Regions from separate parts of the Mus musculus genome. Here regions 2 and 3 are each linked to region 1. Evidence: chromatin contacts called from public Hi-C data. All regions are on one chromosome and are shown on one strand. Each heading gives the region's core, a stretch centred on a gene start, on an enhancer-like site or on the middle of the called end of the contact. The rest is flanking DNA. Distances are from core to core; before and after follow the strand shown.

Region 1 (3,093 bases), core at 390-2,889:
ATGGGCTCCTGCCTGCGCTGCACCGCGTGGAGGAGCAGTACCTACCACTTGCCAGCTATATGGGGGACTGAACGAGGGAGCACATGGCATACTTTAACGCTCTATAAACACTACTATTCTTTCCAACACAGGCAGGACCTAGAGCATGCATTATGTTCAGGACAGATCTGGGCAGAACCCTGTACAAGACTGGGGGGAAAAAAAAATCACAAACTGTCCATCTTTTAATAGGTCAGTAAATAGGCTGCCGTGACAGTCTTAGTTTGATATATCAATCACAAGGAGCCTTCTAGAAGGGAAGAGAGTCAGTTTCAGAATGTCTAATGGTTGTTAAACAGATCCTGCTGAGATACGTGAGAACAAGAATGCTTACCTGGACTGCATTCTAATAAAGCTCTTCCACTAATTACCAGTGACCCGCCAACTCACTTCCAGTTAACTAGCCCGAAATCTCCATATTTTTAAGCTTGCTCATCAACCCTGCCGTTGGAAGGCTTAGTGGTCTAACCTATGTCTATTGGCATGTTTTTAACTTCTCTTCCCTAATGACTCCTGTCCTGTCAGTCTCAGAAAATCCACAAACATTACGAGCTGAGAATAAAGACACTGATTCATATGAACACTTTCATCTAGACAAGTCACAAACCTGTCATCCAGGACAGTGCAGGCAGTCTTGCCTCGACTGGTTCCACAATACTCCTCTCCTAAGTATACTTCCATGTTTCTTGCTGAACTCAGAACGCCAACCGAAAGGATTTCTTCACCCCCATTAGGGCCACAGTTCAGGTAAATGAAGCAGGGGTTTTCATCTCGGGGGCTCAGGCTGCTTTTCAGACTAACCGGATCCTGGCTGAGAAGAAAATTGAAAAAAAAAAATCACAGAGATAAGTTTTCCGAGTAGAAGCATAACCCATTAATCCTTTCAAACTCACCTCTACTTGCCATGAGAACCAAGAACCTTCCCCATCACCCACAGATACTTCTCACAGAATTAATAAGGAACAGAGGTTTGAGGCGTCAGGGCATTCATTCCCGTCCACTTTTCCTAGACCGTGGACAGCCTATTCAACTATCTAATTCATTCGCAGTCAATTAAAAGCGTTTACTGAATGTTAAAACAACCATGTGTCTTTTTCCAAGACGCCGTGGTTCTTGTTCCCCCCAAATAGAAGACTGGGGGCGTTCGCGGGTGGGGGGCGAGGAGGATTGTAACAGGAGGGCATCTTGAACACGAGTTTCCCGGCCTCTCCGGCCCAGCGCGCACCCTTTGCCCGCAGCCTCGCCCACCTCCAGGCACCACCGCTCTCCCCCATGCCGTCCCCGCGGCCTCGCTCGGCTCCCTCGCCCGTCTCGGCTCCCGTCCTCCTCCCGGCTCCTCAGCAGCGTGACTGTCACCCGACCCCGGCCCTGGCCCGGCGCACCTCGGAGCTGGCGGCTCCAGTAGCTGCTCGAAGTCCAAGTCTTGGGCACGTGGCCCAGTCCGGGTAAGAAAAAGGCTTTGGGTCAGCGCCCCGCACGCCGCATCCCAGGACGAGGTCAGCGTCGGGCCGCGGTCCAGTCCCGCGTCTTCGATCGCGGTCTCCATTCTGTCTCCTCCAACCCAGGCGGCGTCGGAACCTCTCTCGCAGAGCTTGCGTTTCCTTCAGTGCCCAGGGGAGGTGAAGGTTCAGCACAACTTCCGGTTCTTCCCCCGACCCCACCCCATCCCACTCCAACCCTTCCCATCCCGGGACCCAACCACCACACGTGCGCATGCGTGTTCGTCTCCCTTCCAGAAGTTGGTTTAAAATCTCCGCGGAAAAGAGCCAGGGGTTGGCTCGTGCGCGGAATTCCTCCGCTCCTGGGGCAGGTGCCGCGCGCATGCGCAGTGCTCTGCGCGCGGGAACCCAGGGGTTTATTTCCACGTTGGCAAAGCAGCGACGCTTTAGGGTGGGAGGTGGGGTGGCGCCTGGGCGGTGTCGGCACCCTGAGGGTGGTACCAAAGCAGATAGGTGCGGTCTCCTTGGCTCAAGCAGCCTGTAAAGCCAGCTCCCAATCCGAGGTCCTCGGAAGAGGACTCCGGGGACCCTTCCTGCGCCAGCCCGTGGAGTGAAGGCCATGCAGGCTGCTTTTGAAGCAGTGCGACCACGGCTGATCGCGTTGTTTCACTGCTCAGGTCACCTCCGTGGGCTGTAGAGTGGAGCGCGGCGCTTAGCATTGCAGAATAATGCTGAGTGGCCGAAGGCACTAAACACTGAACCCACTAAGACCCGGCTTCCGAGCCTCAGGAACCCGGTGGAGCGTGCTTGCACGTCCTAAATGACAGAATTCTCAAGGTTAAAAATGTCCAAGAGGCTCAAAGCTGCGACTTAAGGTTTCTCACTCATAACCTTGACAAAAACTGGCAATGGGCCTTGGTCCCTTCAGAAGTACATTGTACGGTCAAACTTTCTGTGGTGACAAGTGGGACTTGAAACTTTATACTCATTGGAAAGAAAGCTAGGTATCGGCTGTCGTTCCACCCCATACCCACCCCCATTATCTTCCTGAAGTGGGTTGTGTAGATAATTTAAACATCTATTGAGGCGAGGGGAGAAATTTGTTTACAGAAATGTGGAGTACCTGAATTTTAAAGTTGTGCTTGAGGCCTTATATATAATTTCTGGGGAAGTTTTGTTCAGCCATAACCTAGTTTTGTCCCAGAACTTTTTGTTCATCGCTCAGAAAAAACGTTTTGCTTTAATTTTCATTTTAGTCTGTATGTGTACCCCTGTTCAAAAAACGTGTTTATGTCATCAAGAAAAAGATGATTGAATTCTATAGACAGTCACCAGAGTGTATGTATAATGTGTTCATCAAGTTTGAAAGAGAAATCAGAGATTCAGTATAAACAAAATCTAGAAACAGTAACCTTTAATTCTAAAAGGCTCAATTTATATTTTTAAAAGAAATTCCCCACATTCTAAGTGGTCATCATTCTTGTTCTGTTTAGTATGGGGAGCCCCCTCAGAGTGCACAACCAATTGAAAGTCTTTATTCTAGGTATAGCCCCTGAGTGTCCAGAACATGGGATTTTAAGAGACCTTAAAGCGAAGGCATCTCCCTTGGCTGCTG
Region 2 (3,093 bases), core at 176-2,675, 250 kb before region 1:
CAGCCATCAGCTGTTAAATGCGTTGTTATGCCTTTGAGGAAGCCAGTGCCCTGCTGAGACTCACACTCACTTAGTTGCCACAGTTGCCATTTCTTGAGTGATCAACAGGAGTGGTGGTGGTGGGGCAATGCTTTGACATCATACTATGACATTGTCGTCTACAAAATTCATAATGGAGTACTGAATATTGACTTACAAAAGCATGTACCCTGCTTGGCATTTTGAGTAGTGTGGCCCATGGGCCATCATGGTTTAGACAGGACTAGTAGAGTGGTCACCCATCTTGATTTGCTTGAGACTTGGTGATTTTAACATAGACTGCCCTGTTGTCATCCTGTCAGTGGAAGGCACTGTGCTGAGTCCATGTTCTACTTCCAAAATGTTATTTTATTATTTTATGTTTTGAAGCAAAGTTTCTCCATGCAGTTCTTGATGGTTATGTAGACCAGATTTGGCTTTGAACTCACAAAGATCTGCCTACCTTTGTCTCTTGAATCCTGGGATTAAAGACTCACAATACCATGTCTGGCTATGCCCAAATTCTTAACAAGTACTCTTGTATTGTCAGTCCCACTTTAGAAGTGAGGAAATTGAATGAAGAGAGATCAGGCCCATTGACCAAAGCCATGTAGACCAATAGGATAGGGCTGACACCACAAGTCAAGACTCTCAGAAACATCCTGCTAAGAAAAAGAAGCCAAACACAGAAGAGTTAGACAAAAATTCTATGTATATCACTATTAGATAGAAATGTGCCATTCATGCTAAATTTAGCAAAAGAGAATGACTGTGCAATAGGAAAAAGGGTTTCATGGGTGGCCTGCTTCTAGGTTAGCAGGATGGAGATGGTTGGGCAATGGAAAAGTGGTGTGTCTTACTATGGTGGTATGTACAGGACAGACAAGTTCAGATGCCTGTAATGCAGCAGATACGTGATAAGCATTTGCCATATGCCAGGAACTGTGTGGAGGGCTACAGGGCATTCCTTCCCGTTCCTCTGACACACAGTACACACTGAGAGAGGAACTGGGCACTCAGCCAATAAGGCGGGCCTTGGGTCATCCCTATGACTGTGATCCAGATCTCCTGGTGAGACTCTAAACACCCAGGAGTTCCTTCAGAACTTAGTGGGTGAGATGAGCTACTCACAGAGAAGAATGCGTATCAGCCAGGCACTGTGTGAAGGGCTACGGATTCCTTCCGCTTCCTCTGACACACAGCTGGGTTTGTTATTTTGCTCTTTAAGTTAAACATGTCACCTCCAGCCTTTGGTGAGTCGGCCACTGAAGGTGATTACTGCTCCTTTTTTCAAATGTGCAGCCCGGAGAATCAAGCATCTCAGAAGCTTGCTGGTGGCACTTCATAGATCACTGAGGGCATCTAACCAGCGTGCCAGCCCTGCCTGTTCTAACTGGAATGAGCCTGGGTAGCACTTGCTGCATTCTTGTCTCCCCACTTATGAAACAGCTGCAGAACCTATCAAACTGAGTGCTTCAGAGGCAGGGCTAATTTTATTTACCTTTGCCATCCTTGGTGTTCTGGTACAGAACCCAAGACTTTATGATAGTATCAACAACTATTATGTATGGCAGGGCACTGAACGGAGACTTCTACATGACTTATAAAAGTCTCAGGAAGCCTTTTATCCTCCCTTAATCACAGGAGATAAAAAAAATCTTAGAGAAACTGAGCCAAGTATCCAGGGACACATACTCAGGAACTGTGGAGTCAGTGTGCTCTGTAGCAGGCTATTTATGGCTTCGTCAGGCTGCCACACACTGGGAAGGTGATGTGTTGGCTGGTGTCACAGAATGGATGAGCTTTCTCACAGTGAAAGGCATGCCAGGACACTGAGAACCCAGGTCTCTCAGTAGATTCACACATAGGACTTTCTGTCACATTGGTTGTGTTTCTACCTAGGCAGATGCCTAAGAAGAATTTTAATCTAGAGTCATAATGGCCCCTTCCAGTCAAGAAATAAGTTTTCATTCTGTGCTTACTGTTTAGAGAAGATTCAGAACTGAGCTCTGTCACAGAGAGACATATATGGACTTCATGTGTAAACTCATGTTAAATATAATTTGAGAGACATATGTGGTTTGTAACACCATTGGTACCAAAATATGAATGGTTAAAAACTTTGAAGAATTCACAGAAGAAATACAGTATGCTTCCCCTGAGAACTTGGAAAGCAAAAGTTCTGTCTGTTGGTTCTTCTCCAGACCTGGGTCTGGAGTGCAGGCTCTGATGCCCTCTGTCGATCAGGCTGGCCATGCCCTAGGCTCTGGTCAGTCTGTGGAGGGAACGATCAGGCTAGAGAAGATAAAGGAAGAGTCAACAAAGTTACCCCCAAAGCTCTTGTCTTATGTTTAGATTACATTACATGCAGAGTAGAGTTCTCAACAATAGACAAGAAGTAGAAAGGTCTTTATCCTGGAAAAAAATTAATTATATGTAAGTTGCATGAGTGCACTGGCAACAAATGGGGCCTTGTCCAGGTCCCAACCAATTAGAACAGAGCTTCACCATTCACAGCTGGCATGACTAGAGTGGAAAACACTCTCTTCATCTGTCTCTGTTTCCCCCCTCCCCCATGTGTGTCTATCTGTCTGTCTCTGATCTGTCCTGCCCTGCCATACCTTTTTTTTTCCACTATGAAGAGTACAATTGCTTTAAATTCTGGATAGTGTCCACGCCACCCTTCTATTATTCTGCTCTTACAACATACAGGGCTCTAAGCATAAGGGACTGGGAGAAGTGGGTCACAGCACTCAGGCTGTGAAGAGCCCCACTGGTGCACTTGTGCTTACCTCTCTGGAGCCAGAGTCCCGACATGGTGCTTCCAGGAATTACTGTTCACGTGTGTCCTCTTGGCCACTGGGCTATACCTCCCTGCCACACCCTTTGTTTATCGTAGTACTCCCCAGACGCTCCCTTCATTCATGTCAACTGCTTCACAGACTCCTACAGATGCTACTGATGCTGCTGTTATACCAAGAAAAAAAAGAGAAAGAGACATTGTTGGACACCACCCTTTCCTTGAGATGCTCACAGGCCCCAGGCATAAGGCTATCAGCAAGGCTCAGAAGGTGG
Region 3 (3,093 bases), core at 211-2,710, 180 kb before region 1:
TTGACCGAGGTCACCCACCACATATGTGGACCAGAGGCGTCCGTACCTAATGCCCCTTTTCACCGTCAAATATGCCCACAGTTTGGAGAAGATGCCCTGAACCTTAGGAAAATGTGTAAGCATTCGCAGTTGTCTTTGTTGCTCTGCTAGGTGTCTCATCCGTACCATCTATTTGGCCTCCCCAGAACACACACACACACACACACACACACACACACACACACACACACACACACACACACTCCACGACCTGACAAGATCCACAAGTACAGGGAGAACCCCGGCTGAGTTGTTCTGGTTTCTCTAAAGCAAAGCCTTCACCATCAGAACCCACTCTTCTCCCATTCCAACTCCAGAGGTGCCCACATCTCCTGATACAGGCAGAAAGACAAAGGATGCTAACTGGGAAAAATGAGCAGTTGGCTTGTCAGTGAGAGAACAAATACCGATGAGCTGATCAGTAGCCTTACTTCCCAAACGGCACAAACCCAGGGTTGCCTGCCCTGAGCAGAGACTCCGAAATCCCATTCTCTCTACAAGTCTAAGAGAGACCAAAGTTGCATTTTTATATAGAATTTGAAATAGCTAGCACAAGCTAGCATAAATCCCTTAAGAAACTGCATCTGTTTAGCTGTGGCCATTCCAGCATGGCAAACCAACCCTCACTGAAAGATGTGAGCACGATTCACACTACCATGTACACATCCCCACAAATACTGAACAAAGGCAGATGACCTTCCCTTCCCAGATAGCACTGGCCTTTGCGCACTAGCCCTGTGTAACCAGTTCTAGGCTGAGCTTCCCACTGAGCACACAGTGCAACAGCAAGCTGATTTTTCCCTCTCCCCATCGATTGATTCACTTTGCATTCTACCTTCTCTTCCTCATAGAATCAGAACACATTCTCATAGAAAATGAAACTTCAAGAGATGTTGGTAAGAGCAAAGACCTTGGCACCTCTTTAACAGAGCACCTACAAGCTCCCCCAGTCCCTTAATTGCGTTCACTACCATAGCCCACGTGGGAGGCAGGGGAGGGCAGGAGGCAAACAATGGATTTCATCAGAAGGACCCAGCAAAAGAAAGAAAAATGAAAAGGCTTTAACCATGTAGGTAGTATTTCACCCCCAAACTGCTTTGTTCTGTTGCCCAAACATATTTCAGAGAACTCTGGAGGAAAAATGCATCTGCCCTGGCAGATTTTAGTTCACAGATGCAACTGAACTCAGATTGCCTAAGGAGACTCCTAACTTGAGACAAGGACAGAAAGGGGAGTCCCAGGATAATGTGCTTAACAACCAAGTCTCTTGATGTCCTCCATTGCAATACCACAGGAGTGCTTTTATAGAAGCCTCCGACTCTGCTGCCTTCTGGAAGCAGTGAATTGGTGCACATCGTCCGATATGTAAATGACTCTGAGCACCCTGAACGCATCACTTTTCACTCCTCCTACTGAACACTCTCTCTGCCTACACACAGTCACAGTGCCAGCTCATGCCCGCTCTGTGGGATGCCACACATACTTGGATGAGGGCTCTTTGTGTGGTAATGACGTCTTTTTATTTACTTTGCTCTTAGATGCTGAACTCTTAACACCATTTCCTGGTGGTGAGTTAAGGTTTCCTGGCTCCTTGTGTGATGCGATTTGGCGGGTATCACATTTCTAACCAGTGGGTAGATCAGTAGCCACACAAATCTTACTGGATAGAACAACTTCACCAGAGAATCCCTGTGTACTCACCCCGCTTTGTTTTGGTTGTCTTGTCTTGCTTACTGGGTTGAAGGAAGTTCTACCCTCTTCCCAGGTGCTCTTGGTCCAAGTAACTCCTTTCTGCTCCTCTTCAAGCCTTGAGTCCTTTGTCATTTAGAAGAGACATCACTATCCCTACCACCCGTTACTCACTCTCAACCCATTACCAATAGCCACCTTTGCTTGTTAGCACTTGGCATGCTTGCAGAACTCCATCTAATTCTACACTAAAATGACTCACTATAGCAAAGTGGTAGCATGGCCAGTGGGTCCTGCCTTAAGGATTGAATGTCCAAAGACATCTCACAGCTCTTCCTGAAAATCCTCACTCAGCCAGGATGAGTCAGAATTCACCTTTGCTGCTAGACTCTGACCTCTGTGCCAAAAAGGGCCAGGTCCATCCTGCTAATGACAGGATCCCCTGTGCTATCTACTCAGATGTAGTGTGTGTGAGTGTTTGGTGTTAAATTTAGGATCCTAGGAGACCCAAGTAGAGTAGCCTCTCTCCAGCAGTATTTTGTACTTTTAAGACTGGCCACAGTTGCAGCTCATGAATGGGTCAGGACGGTGCTCCGGGCGCGTAGAAGTTTACTACCATGGCCAGTGGGGCAGGGTTTGCGATGACCAGTGGGACCTACGTGAAGCCGACGTGGTGTGCCGACAGCTCAACTGCGGGCGTGCCCTCGAAGCCCCAGTCCAGGCACGATTTGGTGATGGTCCAGGGGAGTTTCTGCTGGACGAGATGGACTGTACTGGGACAGAGAGTTTTTTAGGGCAGTGTCCTCATGCTGGCTGGCACCTACATAACTGTGGTCCTGGAGAAGATGCCAGTGTCATCTGTGAAGGTAAGGACCACCTCTATCCCCAACAGTGCACATCTTGTGATCAAGATTGCACCTACACCGATGCCTCTGGCACCTTTGTCTCCACAGCTGCAATCCCAAGTTGGCCCTGCAGCTTGGGTATGCCAGATGTAAAGAGGCGCGGGTAATTTGAGTGCTCAGGGCTTTGAGCTCAGGATTTTTAGACACTGGATGTTGACATAGATTTTATGCAGAAAACAGTGGCAGCCATGGATGGTTCCATCATAAGGGTTTCAAGATATCTCATAAAGAGACAACCTCTGAGTAACCAGGGAATGAATCTGACCTGATTGCCATTAGTGCTTTATTCCAACAGCCACTGAAATCTCAACCCCTTCTCCCTGCAGGACATGGTGAGGAGCCAGCAGCAAGGCCTCAAGGTAGGAGTGTTTTCATGGCGAGCTCTTCTACTCACCCTCATCTGATGCCGACTCCTTAACACTTGATGAGCTGAATTTGGAGACTGTGTGGTAGACTCCAT

The links. A called contact is a pair of places that touch in the nucleus more often than the background predicts.
Region 2: a Hi-C map of cerebellar granule neurons shows a contact between it and region 1, with 1.6 times the contacts expected there. The contact joins the enhancer-like site here to the promoter of 2310057M21Rik in region 1. A contact is called at or near these places in 3 of 39 promoter capture datasets (the 3T3-L1 cell line and hippocampal neurons), 4 of 484 Hi-C or Micro-C datasets (adipose-derived mesenchymal stem cells, cerebellar granule neurons, cortical neurons and 1 more), 2 of 115 datasets of contacts at active chromatin or transcription factors (astrocytes and forebrain) and 2 of 9 other capture datasets (adipose tissue and pancreatic islet).
Region 3: a Hi-C map of the C2C12 cell line shows a contact between it and region 1, with 2.6 times the contacts expected there. The contact joins the enhancer-like site here to the promoter of 2310057M21Rik in region 1. A contact is called at or near these places in 5 of 39 promoter capture datasets (the 3T3-L1 cell line, 3T3-L1-derived adipocytes, hippocampal neurons and 1 more), 2 of 484 Hi-C or Micro-C datasets (the C2C12 cell line and reprogramming fibroblasts) and 1 of 115 datasets of contacts at active chromatin or transcription factors (stem cell-derived neural progenitor cells).

Annotation. Positions count from the first base shown.
Region 1 is chr7:131,361,087-131,364,179 of GRCm38.p6, forward strand. 2310057M21Rik (RIKEN cDNA 2310057M21 gene) reads right to left here and starts at 1,640. Exons shown (of 6, transcript NM_026655.4): 1 at 1,422-1,640; 2 at 647-850. The coding sequence starts at 1,585.
Region 2 is chr7:131,112,841-131,115,933 of GRCm38.p6, forward strand. All of the region lies in intron 45 of Dmbt1 (deleted in malignant brain tumors 1), which reads left to right. Among named protein-coding and RNA genes, the nearest start is that of 4933402N03Rik, 32 kb to the right of the region's middle. Within about 2 kb of position 1,426, at least 6 of the 459 cell types and tissues checked have an H3K27ac peak or open chromatin away from gene starts, as enhancers often do. A contact at or near this core is called in cerebellar granule neurons, where this site is marked.
Region 3 is chr7:131,185,786-131,188,878 of GRCm38.p6, forward strand. Cdcp3 (CUB domain containing protein 3) reads left to right here. Exons shown (of 69, transcript NM_001370825.1): 3 at 2,960-2,992. Among named protein-coding and RNA genes, the nearest start is that of Cdcp3, 13 kb to the left of the region's middle. Within about 2 kb of position 1,461, at least 17 of the 459 cell types and tissues checked have an H3K27ac peak or open chromatin away from gene starts, as enhancers often do. A contact at or near this core is called in the C2C12 cell line, where this site is marked.